Regions from separate parts of the Mus musculus genome. Here regions 2, 3, 4 and 5 are each linked to region 1. The links are chromatin contacts, called in public HiChIP or PLAC-seq, capture Hi-C and promoter capture Hi-C maps. All regions are on one chromosome and are shown on one strand. The core of a region is the stretch at or near the end of the contact, and the rest is flanking DNA. Distances in the headings are between cores, read along the strand shown. Region 1 holds the start of Plekhh2 (pleckstrin homology domain containing, family H (with MyTH4 domain) member 2). Region 2 has its middle 13 kb from the start of Gm34801. Region 3 holds the start of C430042M11Rik (RIKEN cDNA C430042M11 gene). Region 4 holds the start of 1810073O08Rik (RIKEN cDNA 1810073O08 gene). Region 5 has its middle 15 kb from the start of Gm35457.

Evidence for each region. Promoter capture Hi-C pulls out the DNA fragments that hold promoters and counts their contacts. HiChIP or PLAC-seq counts read pairs in DNA pulled down with a chosen protein or histone mark. Capture Hi-C pulls out chosen DNA fragments and counts their contacts.
Region 2: a promoter capture Hi-C map of hematopoietic stem and progenitor cells shows a contact between it and region 1, with 3 times the contacts expected there. The contact joins the enhancer-like site here to the promoter of Plekhh2 in region 1. A contact is called at or near these places in 4 of 39 promoter capture datasets (HPC-7-derived erythroid cells, hematopoietic stem and progenitor cells, liver and 1 more) and 1 of 115 datasets of contacts at active chromatin or transcription factors (pancreatic cancer cells).
Region 3: a contact with region 1 is called in a promoter capture Hi-C map of neural stem cells. The contact joins the promoter of C430042M11Rik here to the promoter of Plekhh2 in region 1. A contact is called at or near these places in 5 of 39 promoter capture datasets (the 3T3-L1 cell line, cranial neural crest, hippocampal neurons and 2 more), 1 of 484 Hi-C or Micro-C datasets (cortical neurons), 9 of 115 datasets of contacts at active chromatin or transcription factors (T-cell acute lymphoblastic leukemia, bone marrow-derived macrophages, cardiomyocytes and 6 more) and 1 of 9 other capture datasets (adipose tissue).
Region 4: a capture Hi-C map of macrophages shows a contact between it and region 1, with 3 times the contacts expected there. The contact joins the promoter of 1810073O08Rik here to the promoter of Plekhh2 in region 1. A contact is called at or near these places in 14 of 39 promoter capture datasets (the C10 cell line, the SN4741 cell line, cranial neural crest and 9 more), 1 of 484 Hi-C or Micro-C datasets (bone marrow-derived macrophages) and 2 of 9 other capture datasets (adipose tissue and macrophages).
Region 5: a contact with region 1 is called in an HNF4G HiChIP or PLAC-seq map of pancreatic cancer cells. The contact joins the enhancer-like site here to the promoter of Plekhh2 in region 1. A contact is called at or near these places in 5 of 39 promoter capture datasets (the 3T3-L1 cell line, the C10 cell line, cranial neural crest and 1 more), 2 of 115 datasets of contacts at active chromatin or transcription factors (large pre-B cells and pancreatic cancer cells) and 1 of 9 other capture datasets (macrophages).

What each region holds. Positions count from the first base shown.
Region 1 is chr17:84,510,434-84,513,257 of GRCm38.p6, forward strand. It overlaps Plekhh2 (pleckstrin homology domain containing, family H (with MyTH4 domain) member 2), which reads left to right and starts at 1,462. Exons shown (of 30, transcript NM_177606.4): 1 at 1,462-1,531.
Region 2 is chr17:83,579,932-83,582,755 of GRCm38.p6, forward strand. It overlaps a transcript of Kcng3 not described here. Among named protein-coding and RNA genes, the nearest start is that of Gm34801, 13 kb to the left of the region's middle. Within about 2 kb of position 1,335, at least 21 of the 459 cell types and tissues checked have an H3K27ac peak or open chromatin away from gene starts, as enhancers often do. A contact at or near this core is called in hematopoietic stem and progenitor cells, where this site is marked.
Region 3 is chr17:83,852,960-83,855,783 of GRCm38.p6, forward strand. C430042M11Rik (RIKEN cDNA C430042M11 gene) reads right to left here and starts at 1,459. Exons shown (of 2, transcript NR_155491.1): 1 at 1,257-1,459; 2 at 1-15.
Region 4 is chr17:83,916,577-83,919,400 of GRCm38.p6, forward strand. 1810073O08Rik (RIKEN cDNA 1810073O08 gene) reads left to right here and starts at 1,358. Exons shown (of 2, transcript NR_166916.2): 1 at 1,358-1,528.
Region 5 is chr17:83,977,948-83,980,771 of GRCm38.p6, forward strand. No RefSeq gene overlaps it. Among named protein-coding and RNA genes, the nearest start is that of Gm35457, 15 kb to the left of the region's middle. Within about 2 kb of position 1,489, at least 64 of the 459 cell types and tissues checked have an H3K27ac peak or open chromatin away from gene starts, as enhancers often do. A contact at or near this core is called in pancreatic cancer cells, where this site is marked.

The DNA.
Region 1 (2,824 bases), core at 212-2,711:
TTAGTGTTTCTGACTCACAAACGGAAGTGATTCTATTTTGGCATCCTCCGTCTTTCTCTTGTTGGGTCTCTGCTGACTTGCTGTGCTAAATTATGCAAGTTACTTTAACTGTTGATTTAACTCCCGCATGCTCTGTAAAATGAGCCCAGTCCAGCCTGCTTGTTTGCCAAGGCTGTTTGGAGACAATTTTTCATATGCTATGCATCATCAGCTCCCACAGAAGGCAGAAAGAATTTGATGTGTGGGGGTTGTCTGGGATCCAGTCCAAAATTAGTGCTCATCTGGAAGAAACATGGACGCCTGGTGCTTGCTTGCTGGCCTTATTTGTTTTCACTTAGGGCTTTCCCTCTAAGGAACTTTGCAAAATTTATCACTTTAGTATTTTTTATATATATATATAAGGTTGGCTTTTTCTTTTGTAAAAAGACTGAAGTGGGAAAAGCCTTCTGATGCCTTCTATTAGTGAACTGTGTATCAAAGAGAGCAATTTGTCTGACCTAGTTTGATGACCTGGGGAAGGATTACCTCTAACATCCAGAATTTGTCCCTCTCCTCCCACTCCCCTCCCCTTCCCTCCCCTTCCCTCCCCTCTCCTCCCTCTCCCCTCTCTCTGGTCCCTTAACAACTCCCAAGACTGGCCTCTTTAGGCCCCTGCTTGGGATGTGAAATCCAACCAGATTTATCATTCATGTGCTCACGCAATATGCTTTTGTGCGATTTGCAAAAGAACATAACAGCTCCTCCCTTTGAAATGCTTGCTGGCCTACAGTGGCAATAGTAGGTCAGGCAAACGTGTGCACTCACTCCAAGAGAGGCAAAAAACCGGACGTTCTGAGGGCAAAAAACGGGAGCAGAGGTTTCCACTATGTGGGGCAGTCTGGAGACTCACTGGGCTGAGAGGAGAGATAGAACTTTTAAAGGTGGGAAGGAAACAGCATGTCAATGCTCCCAGCTGGATTCCTCAGACCTCAGACCACAGTCACCCGAGGTGTGAGCAGCAGCTGTAAAAACTAAACTTGCACAACTACGAGGGAGGTTTTTCAGGCTACACACGGAATCCGTTCTTGGCCATTTAAACCCAACCTGGAAGACAATAAAGGCCTTGGCAAAGTGCACACTTACACTAGTTAATGTAGAAAGACAGACTGGCCAGAGGAGAGAGTTCACGCCTAGAGACAATGCAACAGGATGGTCCATAGGTCCAATCGAGGCAAAAGGAATGGAAAAGAGGTGACTAAGTGCTTCATCAGGCCTTAAAATCTAGGTGTGGGGAAGGCAGTGGGAATACCTCTTGGGTCAGGGCTCTTTACTCCGAGGGGCACCGGGAGGAGCTAGAGTTATAAACACCTCCTCCAGTGACGCCAGGTGGTCGGCTGCGTCTTCCGATTAGCTACTCCGGCCGCCAATCCCGCAGGAGGCGGCGCTGTCCCGGCCGCTCGGAGCTCCGAGTGCGGTCGGCGCGGGCTGAGAGCCGGGGAAGCCGGCGGAGCCGGGTGACTGGCGAGCCGGAACATCAGGCGCCGCCGCAGAGGTAGGCAGGTGGGCAGAGCGCGGGGTCCAGCGTCCTCGGGGACCGAGCCTCCCGGGTTCCTTACCCCGGGAACCAGGGCGTCCTGGGTTGCCGGCGAGGAAGGGGTCGGCGGGGTCGGCGGAGTGGGACAGGGATGCAGCGCAGGACGCCTCGCGCCCTGGCTCGGCCGGGTCCCGGGTCGCCCGCAGGAGCTGGCTGGGGACGGCTCTACGTTCCTCGGGCTCCTGTGACGTTCTGTTAGAAAAGCAGGGCCCCTGGCTTGTGGTACCGCTGGGGGTCGTCGGGTAGGGGAGCTGCGGGGCAGCCCCGCGTCCCCGCGCGCCTTGGGTCCCATCGGCGATGCAACAGTTCGGCCTGCGCTTCTGATGAGCCGTGCTTTGAGGGGACCCCGGGACCACAGTTCTCCAGCTTTTCATTTTTAACACCTCTGCTTGCCCGACCGCCCGACGCCAGAGCGCCCTAAGGTGACATACCCCGAAACGAATCTGTCCCCGGAGGAGTTGAGGCACCCTGCCTTGCAAAAACTCTCCTCTAGCCCGGCTACCTGAGGGTCACTGGCTTCTTTGTGAAAGTTCCAGTCTTTGCAAGCCTGGACCTCATAGGCTGTGTGTGTGTGTCCAGGAGGAGTGTGGAGGAGAAGGCTGTTCTGGGCAGTGCCGCTGAAGGGCAGGCATGCCCCAAGTAGGGCTAGGTGCTAAGGTTCTTTGAACAAGCATGCTTCAGCCTAGTTAAAGACATCTTTTCTGCATTGGGGGTAGGCAGGACATAACCTACAACCCAACTGTTCTAAAGAATATATAGGCTTTAGGGGATTATCTAAATTCCATCAGTGTGAGTCTAGGTAGTAACTTTCCTTCTTCCCTCCCTCGCTCTTTCCCTCTCTCCCTTCCTCCCTTCCCAGGACTTTAGTCTTTTCAAACCTCTCCCACCCCCTTTTAGGAGCTGGAAAAGAAACAGGAAGTCAGAGATTCAGAGAAAAGAGCGTTCACTCCACAACTATAAACAGTTTATTTTGTGCCAGTAAATATTTCCGAAGTCACTGGAAGTCTTTGGAAAACCTCAGTTTTTGTCTGCCCCCTGCAGAGAAGGTAGATCCCCTTAGAGTTCAAAACTTAGAGAGGACATTTTTAGAAGTGGAAGCCATACAGTCCTGTCACTAGGGACGTTGAAAGTGTTGAGAATTCCCATTCTTAGCCAGCCAAGGTGGAGCTCTGCTGGGTTACAGCTGCCTTCTACCTAGATACAGAATTACAGAGGGACCCAGGACGCCTCTTGTCTGGACCTTGAGCTATC
Region 2 (2,824 bases), core at 85-2,584, 930 kb before region 1:
TCTTAGTCTTTTGAGTATTGGGATTATTGCATAGAATGGCTGCATATGGTAACAACACCCATTAAGCAAAGGCCCCTACTGTGAACACACGACTAAAAGAATTAAAGAAAAAAAATTAGCCAGATACCTGTGAACGCATTTAGCTCAATTTTCTTCTAAGGCAGGTTAACTATTAAGTCTCATTTTTGAGACACTTCCTTTAGAACTCAGCAACATGTTTCCTAAGTAGAAATCTATTACGGATAGATACAGGCTTTAGTTCTACCAGGAAGCTCAATGTTCAAGCTTTGCTATGGTGGCATCCCTAAAACATGCAGAGAGATAGAGAAAAGAGGGAGGGAGGAAGGAGAGAAGGAGAGGGAGGGGAAGGGGGAGGGGGATGGGGAGGGGAATGGGAAGGGGGAGGGACTCACTACCACTACTTCAAGGGTGACAAGAGGCATCTCAATTGTCTGAATCTTTGAGAATCCAAGGTCAGGTAATAAAGAAGTATTCAAAGGAAGCAGCTGATAGAAACAAGTCATCTTGTATCTATGTTCTAGTGTCTCTGTATCCTTAGGCAAGTGAACACAAACTCAAATTAACTTGAGTTAATGAAGAGAGTCAGCTTAATAGACTCAGAAAGCATTCAATGTATATCAATTGTGGAGCTGTTTAATGCCATTAGTGAGCACTTGTACGTCTTTCCACTTGATTTGTACCTTGTAAGGGACATAGGGACTCATCAGCAAAATGTTTCCTGACACAGGCGGCATAGCTCAACTGCCCCATAAAGCCTTCCCATCTGTTCATGAAAACAGTTAGGAGCTGATATCCTGTCACAATAAAAACACCATTTATCTAGGAATACAAAGGAAATTCCCCAATCTGAAGGGTTCCAATGCCAATATGACACCAAGGGTAAAGAGTGGAAACTTCCCTTAGGGACCCAGAGTAAGAAGAGGATGTCACACTAGCCACTTATATTTGACATTGTACTGGAAGTCCCAACAGAGACAATTAGGCAAGAGAAAGAATCAGGAAATGTCTAGATTGCAAAGAAAGAAATAAAATTACCACACTGAGGATGTCATGACCGCAATAGCAGAGAAAAACCCCCAAAAAACCCTTCGGAAGCGGTGAGAGTTAACAGGAATTCAGCTAGGCTGGAAGAGCCGACGGTGCTCTAACCACTGAGCCCCTTGAAAAGATACTTATCTCCTGATTTGTAAACTTACTGAAAGCTGTTACCTTCTGTATCTTTCTACTGTAGAAATAACTGGAAAGGATGTACTTCAACAACCATAAAAGAAACACTTGGCTTGGATCTGAATTCAGCATTTGAAACTGGGGCTATTACTCTTTCCAATGGAGGTGAAATTATCCAGACAACTGGCTCATACAGGAGGAAAGTGGACTCCCACTGGAATGACAAGGCATAAACAAAAATGTATATTTACTAAGTCATTGTATATTAGTATATATAAAAAAAAAATCAATCTGTCACTATGTTTCCAGTCCTGGCTGGTTTTGTCAACTTGACACAAGCTCGAGTCATCAGAGAGGAAGGAACCTCAGATGATGAAACGCCTCCATGAGATCCAGCTGTAAGGCATTTTCTCAATTAGTGATCGGTGAGGGGAGGGCCCAGCCTATTGTGGGTGACGCCATCCCTGGGCTGGTGGTCCTGGGTTCTATAAGAAAGCAGGCTGAACTATCTATGTAAGCAGCACCCCACCATGGCCTCTGCATCAGCTCCTGCCTCCAGGTTCCTCCCCAGTTTGAGTTCCTGTCCTGTCCTTTCTTCCTTCGATGAAAAACAGTGCTGTGGAAGTGTAAGCCCAGTGAACCCTTCCCTCTCCAGCTTGCTTTCTGGTCATGGAGTTTCATCCAGAAAGACAGAAACTCCAAGACATTTCCTTTCTTACAAAACAGATAAGCACTTTGACATTCACGCTCTGCAAATGCCTCTATTCTGTTATGGGCAGCACTGTAGCCATGGAAAACAATACCAGTAATTGAAACCTAACAAAAGGAATCTCTCTTTATGGCAGCATTATGGGGAGTGGTGATTTTAAAGGAGCAGGCATAAGTGAGGACGTGGAGTCATTGCTTGGAGGTGAATGTCAAATAGCATTCTCCATGGCTTTTACCCACTAAATGTTGCTTATTCTTTGACTTGGGTTATGCAGTTGGATTCATGGTGATATTTCTAAATACCCACCAGAGCTACTAAATGAAATCTGGGCATAAGAACTGGTGTGGTGGTGTGTGTCTATAAATCCCAACATCAGGAGCATTGCTACACAATTGAGGCCAGCCTGGGTTAGAGGCAAGACTCTGTCTCAAAAAAAAAAAACAAAAAAAGCAAAAAAAAAAAAAAAAACAAAACCCGAAAACACGATAAACTAAAGGGCACTATAAATGCAGATTATCACATTCCATTCCCTAAACTGCCCATTAAGCCTACACAAAAGGCCAAAAGCTAAAGTGCACTTCTGGGAAATATAGCTCAGAGAGAGTGCACTTGAGGTCCTAGGTTCAATCCCCAGAAGGAGAAACAAGGGTTAAAGTGCTCCGTGGAAATGCCTGAGAGAACTAGGAAATCTAAAAGTGTCCATGTTAAGCTGTCACCTACCTAGTGGAGCAACATCACCATACTAGGTGGCACTTCACGGGTCTAGGGAACATTCCACAACAAACAGGACAGTAAAGCACTAATTTTCTTTCTGTAAAAAAAAAAAAAAAAGAAAGAAAAAGAACTGCTGTGCCCATTCCCAGAGGTATAGACGGGTTCTTGAAAGGCAGGAAGCAAACACCATATGAATGCTTGCTGAACAAACAG
Region 3 (2,824 bases), core at 209-2,708, 660 kb before region 1:
AAACAGACATGGCTACTGCAAAGGGCAGGGTCGAGATGGATTAGAGGTACAGACGCTTGTCACTGAGCTGACGACCTAACGTCCTTCCCTGGGATCCGCAGTGATGGAAAGAGAGAGCTGATTCCTCACAATCGTCATCTCACCTCCAAACTCACTCCGTGGGGCAAAAATAAAAAACCAAATTAGATAAATGTATATATTTTTTATTTAAAATGGCAGGGGATGCCTTTAATCCTAGCACTTGGGAGGCAGAGGCAGGCGGATTTCTGAGTTTGAGGCCAGCCTGGTCTACAGAGTGAGTTCCAGGACAGCCAGGGCTACACAGAGAAACCCTGTCTCAAAAAACAAAAAACAAAACAAAACAAAACAAAAAGGCAGGGGATATAGCTCAGAGATAGAACACTTGGCTATTATTCATAATGCCTTTGATTTAATCCCCAGTCCCGAGAGACAAGACAAGACAAAGCAACCCGATGTCCTGCCACATACACCAATCTATCATCTTTAGTTTTGAAGCCTGAATGGGGCTCGAAGGTGAAAATCCAGGTGTTGTCAGAGCTGTATTTTTTTTAAAGACTTATTTATCTTATGTTCGTTGGTGTTTTGCCTACATGTATGTCCATATGAGGGTGTCAGATCCCCTGGAATTACAGACTGTTTCGAGCTGCCATGTGGGTGCTGGGAATTGAAACTGGAAGAGCAGCCAGTGTTCCTAACCACTGAGCCATCTCCTCAGCCTTGGGTCTTGTCTTTTTTTTTTTTTTTAAAGAGTTCAGGTAGAAGACATAGGTTTCTTCTTCTCTAACCTATCAAGATCCTCCTCACACCTGCAAGTAACGGAGACTCCAATTAACCGGGAGCTTATGGGATGCTGAGGATTTATATGCTAGGTGACAAGCAAGTACACCCCTCCCCCCACTAAATAAAAGTGTAATTTAAACAATTCAAAGACACACGTCTAGAGAGATGGCTCAGCCACTGAGAGCACTTGCTACTCTTGTAGAGGGCCAAGGTTTGGTTCCCAGTATCCACATGGCAGCTCACAATTGCCTGTACCTCCAGTTCCAGTGGATCTGATGCCCTCTTCTGGCTTTTAATGGCACCACATACACACACACAGTGAACAAAACATACATGCAAGCAAACGCTCATAACTAAATAAATCTTAGGAATATAAAAATGAAACAAGACAGAAAAACAAGCAAAGAAAACCCGTTCAGCTAAGGGGAAAGTTAAAGGCTCATATAACAAGATACCTGTCTGAGTCAGGGGTTCTCTTGCTGTGAAGAGACCCCATGACCATGGCAGCTCTCATGATGGAAAACATACTCTGGGCTGGCTTAGTTTCAGGGGTTTAGTTCATTATCATCATGGTGGGAAGCACAGCCGTGTGTAGGCAGACCTGGTGCTTGAGAGGAGGAGAGCATTCTATATCCAGATCCGAAGGCATCAGGAAGAGACCTTGAGCCACTAAGCCCCAGCTTGAGCTCCTCAGACCCGCCCCCTAGTGACGCGCATCCTCCAGCAAAGCCACACCCACTCCAACAAGGCCACACCTCTTTAGTGGCACTCCGTATGGGCCTATGTGGGCCATCTTCATTCAGACCACCACAGTAGCTAAAGGATATTTGCAGGAGGTGTAACTGAGGAGACCCAGCCTGAATGTTGCTCATGTCAGGTTTTGTGTGACAGCGAGGAGAAAAGTGACTAACACACGTCCTATTCCTGGTGGCTGAGGACAGCTGGTTACACGTAGCGTTTCCTTAGGACCACGCCCTGTCTCCAGTGCTGCAGGTGCTTGCTTGCTCTGCTGTGGGGGCTGCAGAGCGGGTTGAGTCATGTTAGCAGCATCCTTCCATTCTTCCTACCAGACATATGTTGTTGAAATTTTTTAATCCCAATCTGGGGTTTCTCTATCACCTTGATCATTCAGTTCCTGGATAAAAGACACACAACCTTTATATTTACAATAAGCCTTAATCAGCACAAGAGCTGGGCAGATACCTACCCTCTATGCTATTAGAATCTACCTTCCTATCAATAACCCCAAGTTATTATTTACTATGTTTCATCTATGCTGCTCTTAACTCCAATTGGTCAGCCCTCAGGTTCTCCCTCGAGAACCCATGGCTTCTCTCTCCCTCCTTCACCTTCTTCTCCCTCATGGTTTTCCTCAGACCCCCAGTCCTGGAATCCTAAACCCCACCTATGTCTCTTCTGTCCAACTATTGGTTGTCAGCATCTTTATTTACCAATGAGAAATAACTTGGGTGCAAAGTCACTGGGTCTACACTCAGACTTTCTCTCAGGGAACCAGGTCTTAGGGGCTTGCACTTAGCCCTACAATACACAGCAAAAGACCAAACCTCAAAAGACTTAGGCAATTCTCCCCATGTTTCTGGGAGATCAAACTGCCATGAAGGGAGAACCAGATGTGTGTGCTGGCCACGAGAGGCTCAAATGTCCATACTTGCACCCATTACTGGGACAAAACCAGTAGTAACCAGCAGACGTTGCTTGGATCTGGTGTTTCCAGGTTCCCAGACTTTTATTCAAGAAAACTAAAATAAAGGCAGAAACAAATTGCAAAGAAGCAAAGGAGTTTTATTTCAAAGCAAAGCAATAGTATAGACCAGAAACATCCTGTCAAGAGTGATAGGGGACACTATCTATCGATCGATTTATCTATCTATCTATCTATCTATCTATCTATCTATCTATCTATCTATCATCATCATCATCTATCATCTATCTATCTATCTACCATCTATCTATCTATCTATCTATCTATCTATCTATCTATCATCTATCTATCTATCTATCT
Region 4 (2,824 bases), core at 108-2,607, 590 kb before region 1:
ATCTCTTGAACACTTCTGTGGACTTTTTTGTTTTGCTTTTTTAAAGCTCTCTCTCTCTGTGTGTCCATGTGTTTGCATGATGTATGATCTGAGAGTTAATATTAGCAGTTAAGATTATAATAAAAAGAAACGGTGTTTGCCTTGGCCAGAGCTATCAAGGCAAGCGAGGCTACTTGCTGACATTCTGCCAGTGGAGCAGCTGTACCTTGTAGATTTCTTGTTACTCAACACATGCTGACATCGTGAAAGGACTCCAACGCATTCATCTGTGTTTCTGACATAGCACACTTATGACATCAGGGTTGAGTGAGGGAACCTGACCACACTCCAAAGCCCACGTTGGAGGTGGGCCAGAAGATACTAGAAGCGTCGGGCCGTTTTTCCTGCAGTCTTGCCCCCATTAAGTACTCGCCTCACTGTAATGTTTGCTGGTAAAACAAACAGATCCTCACATTTCCCTGACTGAACCGCCTGGGGTGGGCTCCTGGCTGGGAGGAGGCTGTCTGTGTGCTGCCTCAGGGGCCCAGACTCTCAATGACTCTGCTCTCCTTATGGGATGGCTCAGAGTCCTCTGCAGTCAGCAGGCACACAGGAGAGAGAGAGACAGGAGGCGCAAGCTCATCTTGTCTCCTCGGCCTGGGTGCTACCATCTACCGCTTAGATTTTGTTCTCACGGTGAGGACCAGGCTCACACCCACCCATCTCCATGCTTTTAGCTGCTCTGCTCTGCTCATAGAGCTGAGCCCATAGCCCAGGATGCTCCCTCCTCAGGAGGCCTTTTAGCTCTCCTCGTTTGTGTTTGTTTGTTTGCTTGAGACAGAGTTTCTCTGTGTAGCCCTGGCTCTCCTGGAACATGTTCTATAGATGAGGCTGCTCTCAAACTCAAAGAGACCCACCTGCCTCTGCCTCTGCCCCTGCCCCTGTCCCTGCCCCTGCCCCTGCCCCTGTCTCTGCCTGAGTGCTGACATTAAAGGCATGCACCGCCACTGCCCAGCCATTCTTAGCCCTTCTTTAAGATGCTTGGTAGGTTATTGGTCCCAGGCCCGGTTTTAAAAGGAAAAACCATGGATGTTCCTGAGGGGAAATGGAGGGCACAGGTGGACACCCTCAACGAGCTGGTACACACATTATCCTCTTAAAACTTCAGGCATTCTGAGTGCCTCCCAAGTCTCCTCTAAGAGACCCTAGAGTCCACTTCAGGTTGCTCTCCTCTGGGCTCGGTGACCTGGGCCCAGCAACTGTGATGGTCAAGTCCAAAAGTCCCCATCAGTCAGAACTGGATCAAAGGAAGAGATGTGGGTGGAGCTCAGGCACGTCACAACGTGCTTTCTCTCACCCAGGCCTTGTACCTCTAGCCAGGGCTTCTTACACACCTGCTGCCAAAAGGAGGGACATGAAGAGTAGCCAGGCTGCCAGACCTCAAGGTGTTTCTGAGTTTATGACAGGATGACCAGACACCTGATGAGAAGGATGCCAAGCTCCTGACAGGAGAAGAAGCAAAGGATGAATGCCAGAGGGGCCATCATGGGTGAGTCACTCCTCTGGGGCAATTGGAGGAGGCATCCTGGAACTTAGAACTTGCAGGAAGGGGTGGGGAGCACGGGGAATGGAGGGGAGCACGGGGAGCGGTGGGGAGCATGGGAAGACTCGCTGGCATTCCTACTTGTTTTTATGTGTGTGATACTTTATAGTTGCAAAGCCAGTGAGGTGTGTGAAGCAGAGAAAAGAGAGAGAGAGAGAGAGAGAGAGAGAGAGAGAGAGAGAACACAGGCCCAGAGAGGCTGAGCCCCCTTGCTCAAGGTTGCACAGGAATTAGTAAGACTACAAATATCCTGCCTACAGTTTTGGTGTTTTTTGTATAAGTTTGACAAATGTTTCTCTTCTTCAAGGGCCGATCAGGGCAGGTTCCCCAGGCTGGGTAAGAAGCCCCCATGTAGGGCACAGACTCCCTGGAGGGCATCTTGAGTCTAGGTGCACAGCGTCCCTTTAAGAACATGTGTTTCCTGTTTTCTTTCTCCTGCTGGCTAAGGGCAGAATGGGGTTTTCCTGAGCGGAAGACCAGTGAAGTCCTGCTCAGTGCCGTCAGCTTTGGCTGGTCTGGGGCTCATAGCTCTATTATTCTGGAGCTGATCTGCTCTGGCCAGTCTTCCTAACTTGATACTCCAGTCATCCCAGATCTTGAACCCAGGGTCTTGACTCTTAGATGATAGTTTTGGAATATTCCTTAAGAATTAATCAAGGTCTTAGAATTGGTACTGCCCTGGAACAGAGACACTAAGGCTGAGGGAGGGAGGAGCAGGTCTCCTCAAAGAAGCAAAACAAGACCTTAGGCAGCCGAAGACCCAGGGCAGGAACTTCACCCCCATGCCCCTCCCACTGTTCTCATTCATCCTGGGTGCAAGTTGAGGTTAGACCTCACTCCAGTCTGCTAGACGGTACCATGCGGAGTTGGCACGGTCTGGGTTCAGGCCATAACAGCTGTGAATATAGAGTTCCTGGAGGCTAACCGAACATCTTTTTCTACTGTCTGGTTCATGATTTTTGTTTCTTAGAATATATCATAGTTCAGGGAGATATCACTGAGCCTGGTGACCCGGGTTCAATCCCTAGGACCCATATGGTGGAAGGAGAGAACCAGATCCTGAAAACAGTCCTCTACGCATGTGCATGTGTGCACATATATATGTGTATATACACACTTTAGAAATATATGTATATGCATATATGTGTGTATGTATAAATAAATGCAATGAAAAAGGATATATCCTTTTTTAAGATTTATTTTCATTTTTGATTATGTGTACAATTATGTGTGTGTGTGTGT
Region 5 (2,824 bases), core at 239-2,738, 530 kb before region 1:
ACTGCTAACGATTATCTCTCGCCCTGCAAGGCTCTGTCTTATGGTGGCCCATCCAGCTAGTTTCTTATTTGCCCCTCCAGGGCTAAATGTGCTCTGCTTCTGAGAACATTCACAGACAGAAAGCAAGAGCCGCTCGTCCAGCAGAGGAAAGCGGGCCCTCTTCTCAGCTATTGTATTGGGTGACATTTGCTGATTCTGAGGTGAATGTCCCCTCCACAGCTGGCTTTACCAATATTTTTAGAAACTTCTCACCAGCTTGCTAGCGCTGAACCATGGCTTGCTCGTGCGGGCAGCTCGACGACGTTTCCCTTTCAGCACCTTCATACTGTCACGGTGCTTCCTGGTGGAGGCCTCTGGGCTCCTCTAACTGGGCTGTGCTCACCCTTCAGCCAGAGAGCAGGCACATCACGAGAGCCCAGGATACAGATGTGTGGTATATGTCTCCAGTCACGACTGCTGAAGACATCTGTTTGGAGAGGCAACTAAGTTCCGGAGTATGGCCTTCTGGGCATGCACACTCATAAGCTTGTGTGCAGTGAGCATGAGCACATCTGTGTGTATATGCATGGGCGTGTAAGGGCCGGAGATCAGCATAAGATATTTGCCTGCCTTCCTCAATCACTCTCTACTATATATATATGGTTATATATATATATGGTTTTATATATATATGGTTATATATATGGTTTTTTATATATGTGGTTTATATATGGTTATATATGGATATATATGTGTGTATATATATATGGATATATATGTGTGTGTATATATATACATATGTGTGTATATATATATTTGAGGCAGGCAACATCTGTCACTGAAGCTGGAGCTCACCAATCCAGTTAGACTGTAGACTGGCTGGCCAGCAAGCCCCAGGAATTGCCAACCTTTGCCTCCCTACTGTGGGGATCACGGACTTGGCATCTTTTGTGGGCACTGGGATCCAAATGCAGACCCTCACATGTGTACAGAAGCCATTTTACCCACTGAGCCCATCCCTATAGCCTCAAGAGTGAGTCTTTCCTGTGCTCCATGTCCTCATACTGTCTTATTAGCAAGACCAATGGTGGAGCAGGAGACGCAGCAGCTGCCACTGAAAGACGAGGAACCAGAGGGAATGTGCCCTGGACAGGGTAGCCAACTGTGAGCAGACAGCAAGACTGGGAAGTGTACTTTCTGCCTCTGAAACAACCTGCCCCCATCAGGAGGCTAAACTCCAGGGAGGTCAGAGGTCGGGGAATTTTTTTTTGGATCACCCTGGGGAATGGGATGAGCCCTCCATCCAACCCCTCTCCCACTCGATGCCCAGCCTCCTCCGCAGGGCATATGGCTTCCAGCTCTCAGCTGGATCTCAGCAGCAGGAATGTTCTTGTGGTTTTCCTGTTGGAATTCCATGAAAAGCGCTTTCATTCTTTCAGCTGTGAGCTTCTGGAGTTTGTGGGGTGTGGAGTCCAGGGGGATTCCCAAGGCCAGCCCTCCCAGTCTGCCCACAGCCTCTAGGCATCTAATTAGTGTAGAAGCCCAGCCCGGAGCAATGACCAGTGAGCACCAGCATCAGCAACAGGGAGCTGTGAGCTAAGTCACAGCCATTTCCACTTAGCCGCTGGAAACAGGCTGTACCGACTGGGGGCCAGTCCCGAGCCAAGGAAGGAGACAGAATGGGGTGGTGGTCAGGTGGGGTCATACCAGGTAGCCGTCTGATTCACCCACACTCTAAGCCTCGGTTTCTTCTTAAGAGTGGCAACGAATATCTACATCAGAATTATTATTACAGAGAATCACAAGCTAGGTCCTCTCTCTTTTCCCTGATCCTGGGGCCCTTGTTCCCTCCTTGGTGTTATCTGTTTACCCACTGCCTTTTGCTGGGCCTTTGTCTTCCAAGTGTTTCCTCCATCTCACATGCTAGGACCCCCTTGTTCCTAAGAGCACCAAATAGGTGTCAGAAGTGACAGTTGAGGCCCCACCCACCTGTAAGCACTCCAACCCCATCCTTAGAATGCTTGGCAGGCTCAAGGGTTTGCTTTAGACCAGGGTATTTGGGGAAAGAGACGAGGGGGTTGGGAACCAGTTGACATGAGTGATTTGACCAAGTCTGAGGTCCTAGGTCAGTGGCCCAGTGAGCCTCCCATTCTGCCCCTTTCAGGAGACAGAAGTCTGGAAAGCTGCCCCACACCCTCTTCTTTGATGTCTGCATCATCCATGCCCTCTCTCATCTTGCCCTCTTCTTCACCTCTGTCCCTCACATCCTCCTCACCCCACCCCTTTCCTCCTCCTCCCAGCCTCTTTTTATTTCTCTGGGCACACAAATGCTCACCTCTCAGAGCTCTTACCCAGCCAGCATCCATGAGCAGTTGGGGCACGTGCCACCACCTCATCTAGAGGAGAAAGGTGATGCTCAGAGCAGATTTTAGCACATGGTTTCAATGGTAATGTAGAATTTGGGTGTGGGACCGGCAATACCCTCCTGTGGGTGGTGAATCTGAACTATATGCAGAAGTATAGTTTCCAAAGTTTCACGACCGCCCCATCCTTCCCAGCTTCATTTGGAAACTTCCAGAATGTCCTAACATAAATGTGAACTAATAGGGTCATGCAGTCACATTTCTCTACTTCCTGCTCAGAAGGATAGGGTGTCTAGAACATGCAAGCTTTTCCCTCCCCGTGGATATCAGAGCTTCTCCCCAGCAATTCCTTGAGAGCCTGTCCTCTGATTGCCCGCCTCCTACTTAGAGCACCTGCTATGATCAGACATGGTACTGAAGGATACACGAGAACCCCTTCATCCAACATGTCCCCAGCCTCAAACGATGCTGTTTCTTCAATG